Linked DNA regions of Sus scrofa: region 2 is linked to region 1. Evidence: chromatin contacts called from public Hi-C data. All regions are on one chromosome and are shown on one strand. Each heading gives the region's core, a stretch centred on a gene start, on an enhancer-like site or on the middle of the called end of the contact. The rest is flanking DNA. Distances are from core to core; before and after follow the strand shown. Region 1 overlaps SLC14A2 (urea transporter 2). Region 2 overlaps SLC14A2 (urea transporter 2).

Evidence for each region. A called contact is a pair of places that touch in the nucleus more often than the background predicts.
Region 2: a contact with region 1 is called in a Hi-C map of skeletal muscle, with 2.9 times the contacts expected there. The contact joins two enhancer-like sites. A contact is called at or near these places in 4 of 47 Hi-C or Micro-C datasets (heart right ventricle, skeletal muscle and subcutaneous adipose tissue) and 1 of 2 datasets of contacts at active chromatin or transcription factors (skeletal muscle).

The regions. Positions count from the first base shown.
Region 1 is chr1:94,965,565-94,970,947 of Sscrofa11.1, reverse strand. The region is part of intron 2 of SLC14A2 (urea transporter 2); the gene reads right to left. Among named protein-coding and RNA genes, the nearest start is that of SLC14A2, 130 kb to the right of the region's middle. Within about 2 kb of position 3,142, at least 4 of the 83 cell types and tissues checked have an H3K27ac peak or open chromatin away from gene starts, as enhancers often do. A contact at or near this core is called in skeletal muscle, where this site is marked.
Region 2 is chr1:95,199,899-95,205,281 of Sscrofa11.1, reverse strand. All of the region lies in intron 3 of SLC14A2 (urea transporter 2), which reads right to left. Among named protein-coding and RNA genes, the nearest start is that of SLC14A1, 150 kb to the left of the region's middle. Within about 2 kb of position 2,026, at least 20 of the 83 cell types and tissues checked have an H3K27ac peak or open chromatin away from gene starts, as enhancers often do. A contact at or near this core is called in skeletal muscle, where this site is marked.

The DNA.
Region 1 (5,383 bases), core at 1,893-4,392:
CTCTACTTCAGTAGAGGGGAAATTCTTATGGAGACATTTTTTTTTGCTTTTGCTTTGTTTTTCCAGTTGTTACAGGAGCTATGGTGACCATACCCGCTTAATTTTCTGGGCAGTCTGATTTGAAAATTCTCTTCAGTTATCTCTGTGCAAACATGATATTTGTCAAAACATGTCCATTTTTTAGTTCATAAAAATGTAGATACCATAATATTTCTATAGTTTAAGAAACCTCATTCAAAGGTTTCCTAAGAACTCACTAAACCTTATTATTTTCTTCCCTCATCCCTACCCCCACAGCTTAGTTAGGTAAATATGCAGTAGATCCAACCAATGTCATGACAAAAGTGCCCACTGATGAACGGATACCCACATGGTTATATAGGTTCAACAGAGTATTAGGCATCCTTCAAAAGGAATGAAAATTTGACATATGCTTCAGTGTGGATGAACCTTGCAAACATGATAAATGAAATAAGCATGATACAAAGAGACAAATATATAATTTCACTTATAGGAGGCACCTAGAATAGGGAAATTCATAAAGACAGAAAGTAAAGATTCTGAGAGAGGGAATGGGAGGCTATTATTTTTTGAGCACAGAGTGTCTGTTTGGGTTGATGAAAAAGTTCTGGACACAGATAGTGGTGATGGTTGGTGACACTGAATATACTTAATGCCCCTAAATTGTACACCTAAAAATGGTTAAGATGGTAAACTTTACACTGTGCATATTTTATCACAATTAAAAAAAAAACAAAGTTTAGGGGTTATTGGTTTGGAGATCCTTATTACTGGAAAAAGAACTGCAAATGTACATTCTTCGAGGTAAAGAAATACATTAATTACATACAGCTGCAATCAAGTAGATGGAACCACCATAGTAGAAAACTAATTTCAGATAGGACATTAACTTGAATCAGAGACATTTTGGACAGAGCATCTTTTATTGAGAGTGGGTCTGTGTGGTAACCCTCCATGCCTGAAGAACCCTCCATGCATCAGGAATTTCCTAAAGAGGCTTCCTATGCCCTAGACAGTAATTGAGGGTAGGAAGTTTGCTTATTCAGCATGCAACACTAAAGAGGAATGCTTGGAAGAAAAGTCTGCCCTCATTTCTTAGTACTTGTGTTCAGAGAGCACCAACACTAGAGCTCTACACTTTTATGTAATAACTTTGCTCACTAATAAATGGAACTGAGCGCCATGATCTGAGAAATAACAATGAGCCCTTTTTGTCCAGGAGTGCAATGGCACCGGCGAAATCACTAGGGAGAAGTTTGGCAGAAGGGCAGAAAATTGAGGAGGAAAACACTTTTGTTCTTCTCTCCTGGTATAACTCCTTTGCTGCCTAAAGTGCTTTCTCTTCTTCATCATTGCTTTCCCATATATTTAGGTTATTGATGATATGATCCCCAAATTCAGGGGAATGGTCCTGTGGGATGGGAAAATTACTGAGGATTAAAATGAAGTGCCACCAAGAGGAAGAGGGTCATTACTATTCATGAGATCAGAGCCAAATCTCAGAAATGAGGAGTAAAATAAAACCTGTGAAGATCATGCATTCAGGTGGAAATGCCTCTAAGAGAAAATTGTGGTTCTGGGAAATTTACCCATATCAGACACATTTCAGATAGTACATTTCTGATCACTTTTCTTTCTGGCTAGCAAGAAGCAAAACATGTTTAAAATAAATAGCACCATCTTGGCAGTCCCCTCCTAATTTGGAAAGATGTAGAAAAGTGTGAATGAAAGGTCACCCAACTAAGTATCGAGGCCAGGTTGGAATGTAGACTGCCACTGCGTGTGCCTCAAGGTCAATCACATCACTGCTTTAATCCTCAGCTTCCCCACAAGACAACGGAGGGGCTGGTCTAGAGCAGCAATGGAAACCGAGGTGTGCTTCCAAGTGTGATCTAGGAAATACATATGTCTGGGATCTCACTGCCATTTACCCATTCAGACTCAGGATGTGTGGATTAGGAAGATATGTACAGCAAGAAGTTGGGGAGTTGAGAGAGGAGCACATGCACACACAGGCTTTAAAAACAGTTCCCCTGAAGATTAATATGCATCCCTGGTTACCATAAACTGATGAAAATTAGAGCTGAAGTCACTTTTACTTCCAAGATTCTGTTCTAAAATTCCTAAGATTTTATTAAATAAAAACAACAACAACAAAGACTAAAAATACCCACTTAGACCATTAAATATGTATGGCTGTTAAATGATCAAATGAGAAAATAATGCATATGGATGTCCTAGAATATAGGGCTATACAAATGTAAGCAGTTATTAGGGCTCCCTTAATTCTGTGCATTATCCAAGTGGTTCATCAAACATTAATCAAATCCTCTTAGATTAGAAATTCTGCCTAATGGTAAGCCTAGGGAATAAGATTTACAGTTGGCACTTTTGCTTGAGTTTCTCTTAGTGAGAGTATTTGCCAGTGTAATAATATTTTTGTTTTCTGACAATGTGAATGCCTATGTCAAAAGAAGAAAATCTAGACATGTACCCATTTCCCAGGAAAGGTAAGCCATGGAAAGCCTGGATTTATCTAAAATCTACCCATTTTTCCCCATCTCAGAAGCTATGTATCATGAACATTTCTAGTTTTACCAGTGAAGCATGTGTCATTTTATTGTTACCACCCTGTCACCAGAAGCTGGCACCCATCCCCGAGTCGTGGCTTCTTGAATGACCCCTGAGGTAGAGTTGGTTAGTAGTCCTCAATGAAGGGAAGTTTTTGCCTAGAAACCTTCATTTCCACTGAGCTAATGAGAGGGCTGTCACCTAAATTTTCATTGCTTTAAGAGCAAGTGGAGGCTGACAGTTTCCTTTCAAGCTTGAATGATGAAGAGAAAACATCCCACAGCCTCATCTGGCTGCCTTGCTGCGAGGTAATGAGCCCTGTGCAGCACCCTTCTCTGCTAGACTGAGATGACCTTCTGTCTGGTAATGCATCAGGGAAGAGTGAAAAACACACTGCGGGGCCCGCCAACAATTCCCCCACAATGTGCTGTATGTGCCAAACAGTTTAGTAAATAGATCTCAAATTACGTGTTGAAACCTATTCCAATGTCTTGCAACAGAGCATATCTCAATCTAAAGGTCATGCTTTACTTTGCAAAGACCTGGTAGGGAGAGGTCTCGGGAAGGGGGCGGGGTGGCTGGAAAGGGAATGTCATGGAGGTACAGGTCAGGAGATAAAATATTTGTAGCATTTAAAAACAAATTTCACAACCTTCCCTGGCTAATTGCATTCTATTCTCAGTCCAGACAGGGAATTTTATTTGCTCCCCATCTTGTTCCAAGATTTGCTGGAGTTTCTTGGGATAGGGTAACACATGGGATAGGGAGGGGGAAGCTGGGCTCTGTCCTGCAAAAGCTGGGAGAGGGTAACTGATGGGGTAAGGCCAACATGGAGTTCAAAAGGCTCCAACTTTCCTGACTTCTTCCTTTTGTTCCATTTCTTTTCTTTCTTTTTCTTTATCTTTTTCTTTTTTGATGTTAGCTGTTCATTTCAACTTTCCTGATTTCTTTTTCTTTGCTTTTAGACTCCTTAAGGGAGGAAAAAAGGAGGACTTAGAGATGTGAATCTTCCTTAAAAATAATTGCCAGACATTGCCTGGGTGCAGAGAAGAGTAAAAAGATTGAAAAAGCTTGGAAAAAATCTGGTCTTGCGAGGAGGACAGGGAATCAGTGGCTGACTTCATGGAATGGTTTGAAAACTGCCTGGAGAAGGAACATCCAACATCCACCATATTGGCTTCACTACTGAGGATCCTTAAAAAATGTTTTACTTTGATTTTATGGATACTTTTTGAACATCTATTATGTTCATAGTGGTGGAGGGTATCAAAAGTTCAATATCTGTCTCCAAAGAGCTCACTCCCATTTGAGTGAAGAGCATTTACCCCACTATTCTCACTAAGCACATTACTATTTTGTGTTTTCAAATTATAGTATCTCTCACATTTTATCTTTTTCCCTGCTCCCCACTACCATTAAACTTGAAATGTCTAATGCACACATTTTTATATATGTATATATAATGATTTTTATTTTTTTTCCATTATAGCTGGTTTATAGTGTTCTATCAATTTTCTGCATGGTGACCCAGTTACACATACATGTATACATTCTTTTTTCTCACATTATCATGCTCCATCATAAGTGACTAGACATAGTTCCCAGTGGTAGCTTGGGGTTAATAGATGCAGGACACACATTTTAAATCGAGTGCTAAGTGTAGTTCAACAAACATCTTTAAGAACAACAATGGGAAGAGAAAGAAAAACCTTTTACTTCCCAATATCTATTAGTCCAAGAGCCCAAGAAATTGTGACGTTTTGGGCAGTAGGAGGAGGGAGCCAGGCTACACACTTGTCCATTGAGATGAGAACCTTCATTTATTTGGGTGGCTGCATCGCAACAGCACTCTAAAGAAGGAAGTGCCCAGATGCTGTGGGAGCATCCTCAATCCCCAGAACGCATTGACTCAATGACATTCAGTTGAATCTCAGTAATGGCTGATATTTGAATTTTTTTAATCTACAATATGACAATTTTTTAGAGCTCAATCCAATACAGAGCAGAATTTGGAAGAGTCAAAATGGAAGTAAAAACAATCAGAAGGAAAGAGAAAAATATGATCAGATTTAGGATTTTGTGCTTTTGGAATCTCCATTCCTTTCTAGCTATGAACTGAATGTTTGTGTCTCCCACAAATTATTGTGTTGAAATCTACTTCCCAAAGTGATGGTATTAGCAGCTGGAGTTTCTGGGAGATGACTGGGTTGTGAGGGTGGACCCCTCACGAATGGGATTAGTGTTCTTATAAAAAATACCTCAGAGAGCTCCTTCTGCCATGTGAAGATACAGGGAAAAGACAGCCATTATGAACCATCAAGCAGATTCTCACCAGACACTGACTCTGCCAGCACCTTGATCTTGAAATTCCCAGCCTACAGAATTATGAGAAATAAATTTCTGTTGTATATAAGCCACCTGGTCTGTGGCATTTTGTAATAGCAGCCCAAATGACTAAGACACCTCTCCTGTTCCAGTTGCCCTCCCCAAACTTATTACATCTTTATGGGCAAATACTTTAAGGGGGGGATATGATATCTAGCTGAAAGAAACCCTCTAAAATATGGTATTTTACACAAGAAGTGGCTTCTGGGGAGAAGCCTGACACAAGGAATAGGGAGAAATCACTGGGAAGTTGAGTAGACAAAATCTGTTTTTTTCTGTTTTTGATTTTGTGTGTGTGTGTGTGCAGTTCTGTTAATAATCATTTCACTGAGGTTCTTGTTCCAACAGTTTCACAGTGTTTGCATTAGTTAGAAAACATTAAGGACTATATAGAGAATTTATGCAG
Region 2 (5,383 bases), core at 777-3,276, 240 kb before region 1:
GCAGAAGCTGGTCGGGATACACTGGTACAGCCCTGGAGAGGAACCCTGGATGGAGTGTGTTGTTGAGGTCAGCACCTTGGATGTGATGTCTGGAGGCCTGAAGATGGCTCTGTGTTCTATCCCTGACTGTGCAAGCTGGGCCCAGCTGCCTCACCTACCTGGGACTCAGTGTGCTCCTCATGTGGCAGACTGATGTCCACCATCATGCCAGGCTGTTCCTCTTGTGGACTTCATGCTGATCCCTTCCTTCCCTCCCTGCATATGCTCACACATGCCCAGGCATACAGGCTCACAGAAGCATATGTACACACAGACACAGACACAGACACAGACACAGACACACACACACACACACACAAACACACACTCACAGAGCTATGCTCTTCTTCAGCCATATGACTCTTACCCAGGTTGAGGTCCACCTCCTGCCTTTCTGGGCTCCTATCACACCCTGACTACCTGCCTATCTGAACCTCAATGATGGCCCTGCACAAAGTCCCTTTGATTTATTTGTCATGTAGGTAGTCCCGTGCTATTTTAGGCCTCTATATGCATGGTTAGTTAATTTCCTGACATCCCAGATTCAAGGTCCTCTCCCCATATCTTCCACAGTGTGCAGGAGTGAATTTTCTGTGATTCTGATGGTACTTCAACTTCAAATACAGGGTATTTACATGGTCATATTTTTCACCTAGCTGTTGAATATAAGATACTTTAACTTCAGTCCATTAATACCCCTGTTTCTTTCACCTCGGGTTTGCCCCTGTCATATTATCTTTATTTTGGTAGCATCAGGGTGGTCTCTTTGGAAACTAGGTAAGGGACAGTTCAGTTAGGGTTGTGTTGGTTTGGGTTTAGTGGGACATATTTACATAGGTCATTTAGTTTATGGCATTCAGTTGATTCTCTGTGTAAGTCGGGTGTTGCTAGCTGTCACCATGGGGGGAGGCTTCCAAGAACACCCTCTCCCCTCTGCAGATGGACTCTGTGTCAGATGGACTCCCAGCCACAAAGGGAGCCCTGAGTTAATGTGCTCTATGATGCCAATCCTGGGAGAGTGGGATATGTACAGAGCCAGAAACCAGCAGGTGGGGGATCCCTCCAGTCATCAGCTCTGTGAAATTGCCTGCAAGCTGAGGATTCCATTCCCATCACCGCCTACTCAAAATGAAAGCGTTCCTTTGTCAGGAATATTCTCGATCATGTAAAGTAATACCATTATAAATGCACCACTCATTTTGTTTCTTTTTAGATGGGGATTACTGACATAGAATTGATCAGAATCCCCATGTTTAAATGTCTTGCTGATTTGACAGGAAATACTGACGCTGACGGAGATAACATAAAACTCATTACACACCACTTCAATGAGGACATCGATGACAATCTGGTTAGGGAGTTTCATAAATTCACAGAGTATTTGAGATTTGTCACTGAAACAGAGAAGTTGAAATGCCCTGAAATCTCATAGCTCATGTATGAAAGCTACTTGACAGAGCTTTTCCCAAAGTTGATAACAATTCTGAAAATTCACATGGCATTACCAGTGACAAATTGTGAGATGGAAAGAAACCTTTTCAAACCGTGAATAATAAAATACAAAATTGGATCAACTTGTTAGAGGGGAGACTGAATTATCTTTGTATTCCCTCTATAAAAATGAGATTGAAAAATGATACTCATTTAAAGAGATGATCAAAGAGTTTGTTGCTAAAAAAAAAGGGTAGGAAGTACTATGGAGGAGCATGAGAGAGTTATTTTGGATTTTGTGATGTCTGTGGGATTTGTCAGTTTTTAAAATTTGTAATTTGTGGTGACTTCTTTTCTCTTTATAAATATAATTTCGTTTTCATAGATAATTTGTGTTTGGACTTTTGAATTCTTTTTCTTTAAGAGGGTCCCCTAAATTGTGAAAGCTTCTAGCCCCCCCCACCCCAAACTAGGTCTGCCCTGTGTATCCCTCAGTCCTTTCATGGCTGTTCCTAGACCTTCCTACCAGCAAGAGGTCTGGATGGCACTGACATGGGTGACCACTGCGAGCCAGGAGGGAACTCAGGCCTGGCTGACATCACACATCCTTAGAGACCCCCTAACTCTAATTCTAAAAGGGGCAAAACTTTTGTCACGCCCCCTGCGAGGGCCCAGATCTTTCCACCAACAGTCTCGTCAGGGCCTGGCTGGGCCCTGCTAACCCTCCTGTGTTTCCTTTTAATAAAATTTAATGTTTTCATTTTCAAAGACCTAGAAAATCCAAACACTTTTTAAAAGCCCCAAGGAACTATAAAAATTAATAGCACAGGGATAATTTCTTTTTCAGTGGCGACTCAATTAAACCTGCCAAAGTCAGACAGTGTGATTTAAACGCACCACTTGCAGAGGGACCCGCACAGAGCAGGCAAACATGGAATGAAACAATAATATTTACCAATTACCCTCTTGGATGTTTCCCACCCGGCCCCTTCCCTCCGGGGAGAATTTTTTCCTTCCCTCCCTCCTCTTGAGGGCCCAGAGGTCAGCATCCCTAATTGTTTTCTCCTTGAATGGTCACATTGCTATCAACAAGTGACTGAACTTCTTCCCTGCTCAGGGTCATGGAAAAATACCACCCGGGCTGGCTGCCCAGGGCCACAGGCCACGTGGACACCATTCCAAATGTGGGCTTGAGCTCAACTTTAGAAATGAAAGAACGGCTCCCTGCTCATCCCCGCCAGGCACTCCAGCCAGACCAGACATCTCACATTCCTCGTTGAGTCCTGCCCCAGGGCACTTGCTCCTACAGTCCCCTTGCCAGGAATGCCCTCTCTCTTGTTCACTGAATATGTACCCCTGAGCACTTCAATCTCATATTGTCTTTGAGGCCCTGATCTAGTTCTTTTAAGAAAGCTCTTCTGATCAAATCCATATACATATATCTTTTACACTTAATCTCACTGCCTTCAATTCCTTTCAAATAAACTGCACATTATCTCTTAATTGCCTGTGGGCTGTCTGGGCTCATCATAGAGTTTTTAACATACAGGCTTCTAACACGCTTATCCTGACTTCCAGAGTATAAGCTCCTCCAAGGCAGGAGCTCTAATGGATGCATTTTTTTTTTTTTTGTATTTAATTTAGTATTCTGCCTGTAACTGAGGCTTAGTAATTGCTTTTGGACTGGAATGAAGAGTTTCAGTATTTTCTCTCCAACAGGAAAATGAACTGTGTGCTTCTGGAAACAGGATTTCAATGCAGCATAGAAAACATAAAAAATATAATGATAAATGACAGAAAATTATAAAAGATCTGACCAAAATGTCCATCAATGGGGAATGGATAAAAAGAATATAGAATATGATGCTATGCTCTAGAACAGTTAAAATAACAAAAATGGCATTGAGGAGTCATGTCATGGCTTGGCAGTAACAAACCCAACTAATATCCATGAGGATGCAGGTTTGATCCCTGGCCTCACTCAGTGGATTAAGGATCTGGTGTTGGCATGAGCTGTGGTGTAGGTTGCAGAAATGGCTCAGATCTTGAGTTGTTGTGGCTGTGGCGTACAAATGCAGCTGTAGCTCTGATTCGACCCCTAGCCTGGGAACTTCCATATGCCACAGGTCTGGCTCTAAAAAGACAAAAAAAAAAAAAAAAAAAAAAGAAAGAAAGAAAGAAAGAAAAGAAAATGGAGTTTGAATAATCAATATGCACAGATTCCAGATTCCCGGAACAGAAATATTGAGTGAAACAGGCAAAATGTAGAACAATATGATAAAATTTACATAGATTCAGTACCGTGTAAACCAATACTACGTAGAGTTTTATGGATCCACGTGAATATATCCATGTGTGAACACAGGGATAAGAAAGAAATACATGCAAATCTTGCCAGGACTTGCCTCTGGAGAGGGAGGGGAACGGATGGGGAATGGGATCCAAGATTCTGAATTCCTCCTAGATATTTTTTCCTTCTCATTATAAAAATCTGAAGCAAATGAAAGACCGTTAACATTTGCTAATTCTGCTTGGTGAGAACATGGCTGTCTGTGAGGTAGAGACTGGAAAGATGTCCCCGAATGGGCTGCCCCTCCTCCCAGCCAGCCTTGGACCTCATTTCCCAGCCTCCTTGGAACTGAGTTGCAGCCATGTGACCTCAGTCAGAGGGGTTTGTGGGTAGGGATTGTGGGCAGCAGCGACAGATATCACCTCTCGCCCTGGCCCCTGGAACACCTGGGCTTGGTCGGCAACAAACCGGGCATTGGTTTTGCTGTGATCTCTCCAGGGAGCTCCCCCAGACTCTGCTGGGCTGCACAAAACTGGATGAGGGAGGGAAGATGACCACTGCACAAAGTCCAAGAGCTTCTGCTGCTGGCAGGATGAAGGGGAAGTCTCCGGTTGCCTGCTGGGCCCCCCAAAACGCATTCTGCTCTTTGTTTTGCCGTACCTGGCCTCGCGGTCCCCAAAACACACCTCCCTCATTCTGACCTTCTCCCTATCTGGGATGTGCCCCTACAGTGCTCTGAACCATAACAGCTTTCTGCTTGGCCCAGGTCCTACCCTGTGACTTCAAGTGACACCCATCCCTCCCCTCTGGTCCTCAGAACTCCTCTTGGAACTGCCTCTTTTGGCTTTCACCTCAAACAGCTCTGTGCTGCCACTTCTGCTTCCATCTTAGTGACAGGATCAATGCATTATCTTTGTCCTTAGGGGAAGGACCTAAGCAGACTTTTTCTGTGCTAAGCAAGGGACAAGGCTAACAGATCGTAATTTGGTGTCCTCTGCAAGTCTGATGGGCCTAGAATTTCAGAGTTCAGAATTTTCAGAATCACTGTAAAAGAGAACCTTCCTAGAGTGAGATGGGAGCAGGCAGGACTGAGGGAGAGGGCAGAGCTTGGAGGTCCCTACAAAGAGCTTTCGGGATGAGGCTGAGGTTCACTATCATTTTCAAGAAGATCAAGGTTAACTCCAGCCAGGGTTTCTTTCTTTCTTCTTTTTTCTTTTTGTCTTTTTAGTGCTGCACCTATGGCATATGGAATTTTCCAGGCTAGGTATGGGTCAAATAAGAGAAACAGTTGCTGGACTACACCACAGCCATAGCAATGCTAGATCCAAACCGTATCTGCCACCTACACCACAGCTCATTGCAACGCCAGATCCTTAACCCACTGAGTGAGGCCAGGGATTGAACCTTCGTTCTCATGGATACTAGTTGGGTTCATTACCGCTGAGCAAAATGGGAACTCCAGCCAGGGTTTTTTAAAAACACTGGCACCTCTACAGGGACCTTGGATCTGCTTCTACAGACAGAAAGCTGGGCAGTACTTTGCTTCAGGAGCAGGTTGGGGGGTGAGGTGACAGCAGGAAGCAGCTCCTATTCCTTGGCCAGTTCTAGGAGAGGAGAAGGCTC